Regions from separate parts of the Mus musculus genome. Here all the other regions are linked to region 3. A link is a contact called in public Hi-C and HiChIP or PLAC-seq data. All regions are on one chromosome and are shown on one strand. The core of a region is the stretch at or near the end of the contact, and the rest is flanking DNA. Distances in the headings are between cores, read along the strand shown.

Evidence for each region. A called contact is a pair of places that touch in the nucleus more often than the background predicts. HiChIP or PLAC-seq counts read pairs in DNA pulled down with a chosen protein or histone mark.
Region 1: an H3K4me3 HiChIP or PLAC-seq map of bone marrow-derived macrophages shows a contact between it and region 3, with 4 times the contacts expected there. The contact joins two enhancer-like sites. A contact is called at or near these places in 1 of 15 datasets of contacts at CTCF or cohesin (the NIH/3T3 cell line), 3 of 484 Hi-C or Micro-C datasets (the AtT-20 cell line, bone marrow-derived macrophages and brain) and 3 of 115 datasets of contacts at active chromatin or transcription factors (SST interneurons, bone marrow-derived macrophages and microglia).
Region 2: a Hi-C map of bone marrow-derived macrophages shows a contact between it and region 3, with 36 read pairs. The contact joins two enhancer-like sites. A contact is called at or near these places in 3 of 15 datasets of contacts at CTCF or cohesin (the G1E-ER4 cell line, the NIH/3T3 cell line and pro-B cells), 6 of 484 Hi-C or Micro-C datasets (the G1E-ER4 cell line, bone marrow-derived macrophages, embryonic stem cells and 3 more), 1 of 115 datasets of contacts at active chromatin or transcription factors (embryonic stem cells) and 1 of 9 other capture datasets (embryonic stem cells).

The regions. Positions count from the first base shown.
Region 1 is chr4:53,510,984-53,513,683 of GRCm38.p6, reverse strand. All of the region lies in intron 3 of Slc44a1 (solute carrier family 44, member 1), which reads right to left. Among named protein-coding and RNA genes, the nearest start is that of Slc44a1, 72 kb to the right of the region's middle. Within about 2 kb of position 1,358, at least 146 of the 459 cell types and tissues checked have an H3K27ac peak or open chromatin away from gene starts, as enhancers often do. A contact at or near this core is called in bone marrow-derived macrophages and microglia, where this site is marked.
Region 2 is chr4:53,409,415-53,412,411 of GRCm38.p6, reverse strand. No RefSeq gene overlaps it. Among named protein-coding and RNA genes, the nearest start is that of Gm12496, 7.1 kb to the right of the region's middle. Within about 2 kb of position 1,466, at least 74 of the 459 cell types and tissues checked have an H3K27ac peak or open chromatin away from gene starts, as enhancers often do. A contact at or near this core is called in bone marrow-derived macrophages and neutrophils, where this site is marked.
Region 3 is chr4:53,119,111-53,121,908 of GRCm38.p6, reverse strand. The region is part of intron 5 of Abca1 (ATP-binding cassette, sub-family A (ABC1), member 1); the gene reads left to right. Among named protein-coding and RNA genes, the nearest start is that of Abca1, 39 kb to the left of the region's middle. Within about 2 kb of position 1,383, at least 84 of the 459 cell types and tissues checked have an H3K27ac peak or open chromatin away from gene starts, as enhancers often do. A contact at or near this core is called in bone marrow-derived macrophages, microglia and neutrophils, where this site is marked.

The sequences.
Region 1 (2,700 bases), core at 109-2,608, 390 kb before region 3:
GACCGGTGGGGGAGGGGTTTAAGCACAGGCTCAGTTCAGGTGGGTTCTGGGGTTATTTGAAGAAGAAATGAAGCAAAATCTATTCTAACTTGGAAATCTGGAAATACCAAATTCTTTCCAGGAGGAAAGAAAGGTTAGAATACCCACAAAAAGCAGCGTGTCTGCACAGTACACAGGACATAGGCACCAAACATGAGAATGGGCAACAGGGAAGGCGCAAGCCATAAATCACAGGCGGTCAGGAAAAGGAAAAGAGCCACAGGAAAGGAGTAACTTGAAAAGCTGTGCTCAGAGTGAGATGATGAAACCCAGTTAGATGCTGCTACATGTTTAACGGTGGCTTGAACCTCTATTTGGCTTTTACTGTCCCCACCAAGAAGAGAAGAAGGTAGAGAAAATGAGATTTACCAAGGAGTTACTGTATCTCACAAAGCCTCAGAGGCTGTGTCCTCAGCATACTACAATTCAATAGCCCACGGAGGGATCCAGATGGTGGGTAACAATTGGAGATCGCATAGACGTAAAGTCTGACCCACAAATGTTATTCTCTCTGATCCTAACTGGAAAGACAGGGCACAGCCACCAGTGTCAGGTTGATGGCTGGCTGGTCCATCAGGTCTGTAGCAGAAGGAACTCTGACTACTTACAATGCAGTGGTTTACCTTTGTAGGGAACAGCACTCAAAGGATTAGCATTAGACAGGACTTAATTCACAAAAAAGCATCCCGTAATTCCACAAACATTGTTACATATTACTCCCAGGAAAGGCCCTTTCAGTGCAAAAATCTACAAAACACAAATTTTGAATGCAAATAACTCTCAGACTACAGAAAAAGAGGCAGGAGTACAACGAGTCATTTCAACCCCACGTGACGAGGTTGAGATGGCTGTAGAAGCTGTACAGATCTGCAAGGAGGAAAGAGGGTGAGAGAGAGCATGAGGGAGGGGGAGGAGGAGTCTAAGCTGCATTTTGAAATTGAGTAGGAATTTTCCAGACAGATGGGGAAGGGAGCACTCGGGCAGAGGAAACCGCATGCCTAAAAGCGCAGAAGCATGAAAGAGCATATTTAAGGAACTGCAAATGATCGGATAGGGCTGACTCTAGGGTGGAACATCAAAGAGATATGTGCCGAGGAGAAGTGTTTGGGGGGTGGGGGGGAGAGGTGGCTGTCCTGAGAATTCAGGGGATCTCACACTTTGCTCCATAAGGCAATGTGTAGCTACAAGGACACCTCACAGTAAGGCCCTGGTGTAAGCAGCTGATCAAACTGAAGGCCAGGGGGAAAAGCTGGGCACAGCAGTGCGGATCCAGAGATGAGCCCTTGCCATTAAATTGCCTCCTGCTGCCATGGCAACTCTGCAGTAAGGCTTTTTTGGAGCAAGAGGTGGCAAACAGATACCAGGTCTGCTGGCCGCCTCCTGCCGGATTTGGCTTCTCTCCTCTCTAATCAAGCACTGCGGCACTAAGGCTGAGAAGCTGGCAGCAAAGCCCCTCGGATGCTTCCGCTTTAGCGAGTCCTGACACATGTCTTCCCCAGAGGGGAATAAAAATGGAGTCTGATCATTTGTCCAATTATTACCTGGAATCAGTTTATAATGTACAGCCCCTTTCTATGGAGCACGTTGCCCTTAGTGAGTCACCAAAATAAAATACCCAGCAGCGATGCAGACCCTTCTGCTACTGCTAAATAACAGCAATGCAGGCCTTCTGCTGATTCTAAATGCAGGCTGCAGAGGATCTGTTCTCTACCCTCGGAAGAGTTCTGCCCAAAGAGACCTCTTCCTTCCATGGAGGAGGAGGAAAGACAAGGAAAGGCAAGTCCAGGCATCACACGGGGCCAGGATCCAAGTGTCCCAAGGAGGGCCATCTTATTTAACCCACAGAACTATGGGAAGTGCATACCCAAACCAAGCTAACTACAAACTAACCTAGCTAACTACAACAACACACCATTAATAAAACATGCTTGCCCCCCAACACTCTGGAACAACAGAATTAAGAGAGGCTGGCTGGGCACAGTGACTAAGAGTAGATTGTGATCTAGGGGGTTGTACGATGGTTGCAACAGTCTCCCTCTGCCCATAAGCACATGTACTTCTACAGCTTCAATATCTGTCCCTCAAGAGTCCATGTGCAAGGGTGGGGATGTAGCTCAGTGCTATAGCACTTGCTTAGCATGTATTCAAAGGTTCAATACCCGCTCAAGCAAAAAACACTAGAAAACAAAGACAAAAACAAAACAAAACAAAATAAAAACCAAAAACACACCTTGAGATTTGTCACTGTGGCAGCATTAGGAAGAGGGAGCTCTAAGCGGTGACCGTGCACTGCTGTCATGAACAGACTAGGGACAGCATCAGGAGACACAGGGGCTGAGACTGGAAAGTGCTAATCTGAGGTCAACCTAAACTAGGCTGTGAAACCCTGCCCCTCAACACACACACACAGAGACAGAGACAGAGAGAGGGGGAGAGAGAGAGAGAGGGAGAGAGAGAGAGAGAGAGAGAGAGAGAGAGAGAGAGAGAGAGAGAGAGAGAGAGAGAGAGAGAGAGAGAAAACCAGCCTTATTTGCTCCTCAGCACTTACATATGTGTTACTATCAATCTCCACCAGTAGCAATCAACTCTAGGAGAGCAGGGCTGGTTGACTATTGAATCTATTTCTATACCCTCAGTACCTAAATAATGCCTGCAATGAAA
Region 2 (2,997 bases), core at 217-2,716, 290 kb before region 3:
GAATAATTTTGCATAAAAGAAAGAAAGGTGCGTCTGGAAGCAAGCTGCTAAGTTGTGTGTCTCCTGTCCACTTCAGCTCCTGCATCCAGGTTTCTGCCTTGAGTACCTCCCTTGGTTTCCCTTGATAATGGACTATTTATAACCTGAAGTCGGATGAATGCTTTCCTCCCCTAAGTTGCTTTTGGTCAGTGTTTCATCATAGCAACAGAAAGCAAACCGGAAAATGTAGTCATAAGGGTCCTAATTTGCATAAGGACATTTCTCTTCTCACTTCTCCTTTATGAACTTAAACAAAAAAAAAAAAAAAAAAGACAGAGTACAGATAGCCACCTAGGCAACAGGAAGGCCGAGTGGTGGATCCTTTCCAGCCTCCACTCTGCTACCAGATGGAACTTGGGCTAGGAAAGAAATTGTCTATACATAATATAATAGAGATGCCCATGGCCTGTGGTTTTCCATACAAATACCTTCCCATCTATTTACCGTACTTTTTTTTAAATTTTTAATATTTTTTATTACTTATTTTCCTCAATTACATTTCCAATGCTATCCCAAAAGTCACCCATACCCTCCCCCCCACTTCCCTACCCACCCATTCCCATTTTTTTTGGCCCTGGCATTCCCCTGTACTGGGGCATATAAAGTTTGTGTGTCCAATGGGCCTCTCTTTCCAGTGATGGCCGACTAGGCCATCTTTTGATACATATGCAGCTAGAGTCAAGAGCTCCGGGGTACTGGTTAGTTCATAATGTTTTTCCACCTACGTACTTTTTTTTTTTAAATCACATTTGGACCACTGTTGGTTGCCTTTTCTGGATAAACTGATAACATATATAATTTTAAGTCAATAGTGTTTTGCCTACATATTTGTCTGTGCACCATGTAAGTGTCTAGTACTTCTGGATGCCAGAAGAGAGCACTGGATTTTCCAGGGCAGGGCTGGAGTTACAAATGGTGGCAAGTTGCCATGTAGGCTTTTTGAATCAAACCTAGGTCCTCTGGATGAGCAGTTAGTGCTCTTAAGTGATGAATCATCTCTTCAACCATATATATATATATATATATATATATATATATATATATATATATATATATATATTGTGTGTGTGTATGTATTCATGTATGTGCAGGTGTTATGCATGTGTATGGAGGGGAAGCCAACCACTGGTGGTGTTCTTAGGGTGCTAACCACTTTTTTTTTCTTTTTAGACAGGGTCTGTCACTGACCTTGAACTTGCCAAGTAGGCTAGGATGGTTGGTCTGTGGAATGAAACGGGAGTGCACCGGTAGAATCCAATCCTTAGCTCTAGGATTGAATGTGTGTGACACTACCCCTGGCATTTCTATGTGGGTTCTGGGAACAAACTCAGGTCCTCATGCTCACAAGGTAAACACTATACTGACTGAGCCATCTTCCCACCCCCCATATGCATTTTAGAGCTGCATTATGCAATGTGTTAGCTCCTCCCCCCATAACCACTCTAAAATAAAAGAGGAAATCCAGCTCTCTTCACACTCGTTGCATTTCAAGCTTACACTAGCTACCGTCACAGCTACTTTGTTAGACATGGCAGAAAACGATCTTTTTCATCATTACTAATCTTCAAGACAACATTGCTCTAGAGACCTTCATGTCTGTGCTCAAAATTAGAGCAAAAAGGCTTGATATAATCTTTCCTTTCAACCATGGTAAGTTAGGACAAGTAGACAAATAACAAGCAGTGGGCTGCCAGTCACTTGTATTTATTTTGCTTTGCTGTGAATGCTATCCAAGGTAAACGACTTGAAAGGAAGAATTATTTTGGCTCATGGTTTTCAGAGGTTTCCGTCATCTGTGGTCATTTGTCCTGTTGCTTTGGGCTTGTGATGGCAGAATAGCATGGCTGGGGGCCACATGACAGAGGAGGTCTGTTTGCCTCTTGGCAGCCAGAAAGGATGAGGGAGAGAGTGAGAGAGAGAGGGAGACAGAGAGAGAGAGAGAGAGAGAGAGAGAGAGAGAGAGAGAAACAGAGAGAGAGACAGAAACAAAAAATAGTGAGAGAAACAGAGAGAGAAACAGAGAGAGAGAGACAGAGAGACAGAGAAAGAGACAGAGACAGAGAGGGTGAGTTTGGGTCCCAGTATATGCTTCAAGGTTCAAGGGCACACCCCTACTACTTCTTCCCACTATTTCCTATCAGCTCCCAATAGTCCCATCAGCTTGAAGACAAGCCTTTAACAAACATGCTTTCTGGGAACATTTGAGATCTAAGCTCCTGTAATCACAGCCCCCTAAAGGCAGAGGCAATGGGATCAAGAGTTCAAATCTGCAGATACTTGGCAAATTCAACACCAGCCTGGACTGCAGGAGACCCTGGGCTATGGAAGACCCTGTGTCAATTTCCTCCCTCCACCCGTGACAGAAGATCAAAGCATAAGATCATCTATTCATTCCATTCTGTCTCAGCTCTGTGGTGGAACTGAGAGCCTAGCTACTCAGCTCGGGGATGGGTAAATCTGAAACTCATCTGTTAGTGAGGGGTGATTAACTGGCGTTACATGGAGCCCCTTGAGCATATTATATAAGTAAATATAAAATATGCATTTCTCTACCCTGTTCTGCTCTTCCCTGCGAATACAGGCTTCTTGGGATTTACAGAGCACGGTGATTCATTCTCAGACTGGTGATTCATTAAGTAGGCATTTCTCAATGACAGCCTCCCAGATCATCAGTCTTCAAGCAGGAGCTATTTTCCTAGGTCTCTAGACCTATTTCCTTTTCAGCTTAAAACACTCTGAGAAAAAGATCTAAACATTTCAGTTCTTTCAGGAAGTCAGCTCTCTGGCTGGAAATCTGTAGCAGATTTTCAAATTGGGAAATGATAACTATGGTGTGAAATGAAAACTTATTTTTATTGGACAGAGCATACAAATGAAAGATTATATTGTCACCTAAATACCACAAGTGAGTTATTTTCCTGGGGGTGGGGAATGGGGGGGCAGGCAACAACTGTGTGC
Region 3 (2,798 bases), core at 134-2,633:
GTGTCTGGCTCTGTCCCAAGTGACAGCCACATTGATACACTTTAAGTCCTGAAGCCCAGAAGGTACTTTAGGGACTGCAGACGACTATTTTTCTGGTCCTTTGTGTTTGGGTCAGGAAAGGTTGCTGGGGCGGTTGAGGGATGGGCTGTACCTGTGTGTGCCTGTGCTCCACAGCCCATGGAAGTGACACCCTCCATGAGAGCTGTGCTCTTTCAAGTCGGGCACTGTCCACCCCACATGGTTTTCTGTTGCAGCCTATGTTCTCTTCTGCTTCCATTAGTACAGACTATGGACAGTTGATAACCCCTACCCCTGCCCCATCTCTGGTTCAGGGGCTTTTCAGATGTTTTCTCTCCAGGGTGCAGATGCCCTCTAGCTCTGAAAACTTTTCCGAGAAAGAACCAGGGTGAATCTTGGGCTCTGGACTGGATTATGTGTCTAGGTTGTTGAGGTTGAGAGGGGAGGAGATCCAGGGCAGTGTTGTGTATGCTGAGTTATGTCTGCTTGTCTCTGTCTCTTTAGCTAGGTGTTGTGTTGAGGCAATGGCGTGGCTGGCTTGGCCTTTCCATTGTGGCTTGGACCCAGGTTATCTGTGCCTTTCCATCTGCAAGCCAAGGGTTTTCAGTTAGGGAAAATGGCCGTGCCATTTTGCCTGTCTGTTGATACTGACAAGTCCTGATAAGACATAAACTCCAGGAGCCAGGGTGGTTGTGGTGATAAGGCAAGGAACTTGGCTGAGGCAGGGGTTGGAGAACAGGTGTTGATGAACAGTGAATAACTTTTAAATATCCCCTGAACGTGAGAGTCAGGATGGCTGGGTTCAAGCCTGGCTTCTGTAGTTGGTCAGTTATACCCATGCCTAACCATGTAACATTCCTGTGCCTCACTTTCCTCAAGAGGTGACAATGCTAGCACCTCCCCAGGGATGGGACTCCTCAAGGAAATGAGCCAATAGGAACAAGGCCTTCCCATACCAACCTGATACACAGGAAGTGTGAGATCTCTTCCTTCCTTCACTGTGTTTGCAGTTACGGGAGGAAGGCCATTTCTCTTTGTGCACATGAAATTCAGAGAGGCTAAGTACCTTGCCTGAGAAACCACCATTGGCAACGGCTGGCAAGAGTAGAATTTCAGTCTTTCATACTTTGTCGCTGTTACATCCTAGGGAGAGCTGCCCTTGACACCTACGAGGTCCCCACACACAGACAGGCTGGGGTGAGGAGGATGAGAGAGCTTCTGTCAGCTTTCCTTCCCTTTTAGGCTACGCGTCCAAGCTTCCTGCGTAGCAGACACTAGGGGACTTTTCCCGGAGGCCTAGCTCTAAAGACCATCTCGTGACTCACAGCTACTTCTCCCTTTTGCCTGAAATTCTGCCCTTTGTTTCATCAGAGCAGTTGCTCAAGTTGGGTTTACAGCCCCGAACTCTAGTCTTCTGTCCTCATACCTGACACCCATGTGTCATCTTGTTGTGAGATCTGATGACGCGTGTCAGCATGTCATTAAAATTGAGAAGCCTGTAAAAATCTTCGGGTGATTGTAATTCATGTCCTGTGTGTGCTTGTCAAAAGTTTTGACTTGAGATTTTAGAGTTTTATAGTTTGAAACCTTTCATCTCCCTGAACATTTCCCCAGACCTGTCAAAGCCCGGCTGTGCCCCAGAGCCTGGGCTGTTGGTTGCCATCCAGGGCAGAGGCCTGGCTCTAGCCAAAGCAGTGCCCCAGTGCACTGTTGAAATATTGCTTGAGCTAAATCAAACCAAAGGTCAACTTTACCCAGACAAGCATAGAAAATACAATTGCATTCAATTACAGAAAGCCATGTTAGCTCACAATATCAGGCTGCTTTTTAAAAAGCTTGACTTGTGACCACCAGACAACAGTGTCACATGTCTCCTGCCTTTCCTGTATGAGATTCGTTTACCCTGTGGGTGGCAGAGAGCAGCTTGGGCATAGAGTTTGGTTCTCCCTGAAAGCTTTGTGCTTCAAGCCCGCCCACCTCAGTTGCACGGAAGTCCCAAAAGACAGTGTTCAATTGACTCTGTCTACAGACAAGGTTGGACAGGGTAGCAACGCCATTTTGCATTAAAAGATATCCCCCAATAGTATAAATTCATTGTACATCGTTTCATGTCATATAAGGATTTGCTCACATAGGTATGCTCTGTATGTTTGGTCCCGTGTCATATAAGGGTGTATTCACATAAATAGGTATTGTATGTTTGGTCCTATGTTATGTAAGGGTACATTCATAGGTGTGCATTGTATTGTCCTATGCCATAAAGGACATACTAAACATAGGTATGTATGCATTGTATGTTTGGTCCCATGTCATGTAAGGCCATACTTACATAGGTTTATTCTACATGTTAAAGATGCTCCTCACATACCCTCTCCTCTCCTCTGCTCAACCCTCCTTTGGCATTATTCCTTCTGTGTTCCTAGACAATTTGCTTCTATTTTCTGTTCTATGTATTTATATGAAACCTAGGACCCATAAGTGAGAGAAAAGCATAGAGTATCTCTCTTTCTGAGACTAACTTAATTTGATTAATAGGATTATCTCTGACTATATGTATTATCTCAAAAAAGCCATAGCTTTGTTCTCTATGGCTGAAAAGTATTTCTCCTCTTTCTCTGTGGTTGGACCCCCTAGATTGGTTCTCTAACTTAGCTGTTACGAACAGAGCTTCAGTGAGCATTGATGTGCCTGTGTTTGAGTGGAACTTTATATTTTTAGTGGACTACTGAATTTGGTTCTTTGAAGCAGCATTAGTGGATCAGTACTATCCCCATTTTATT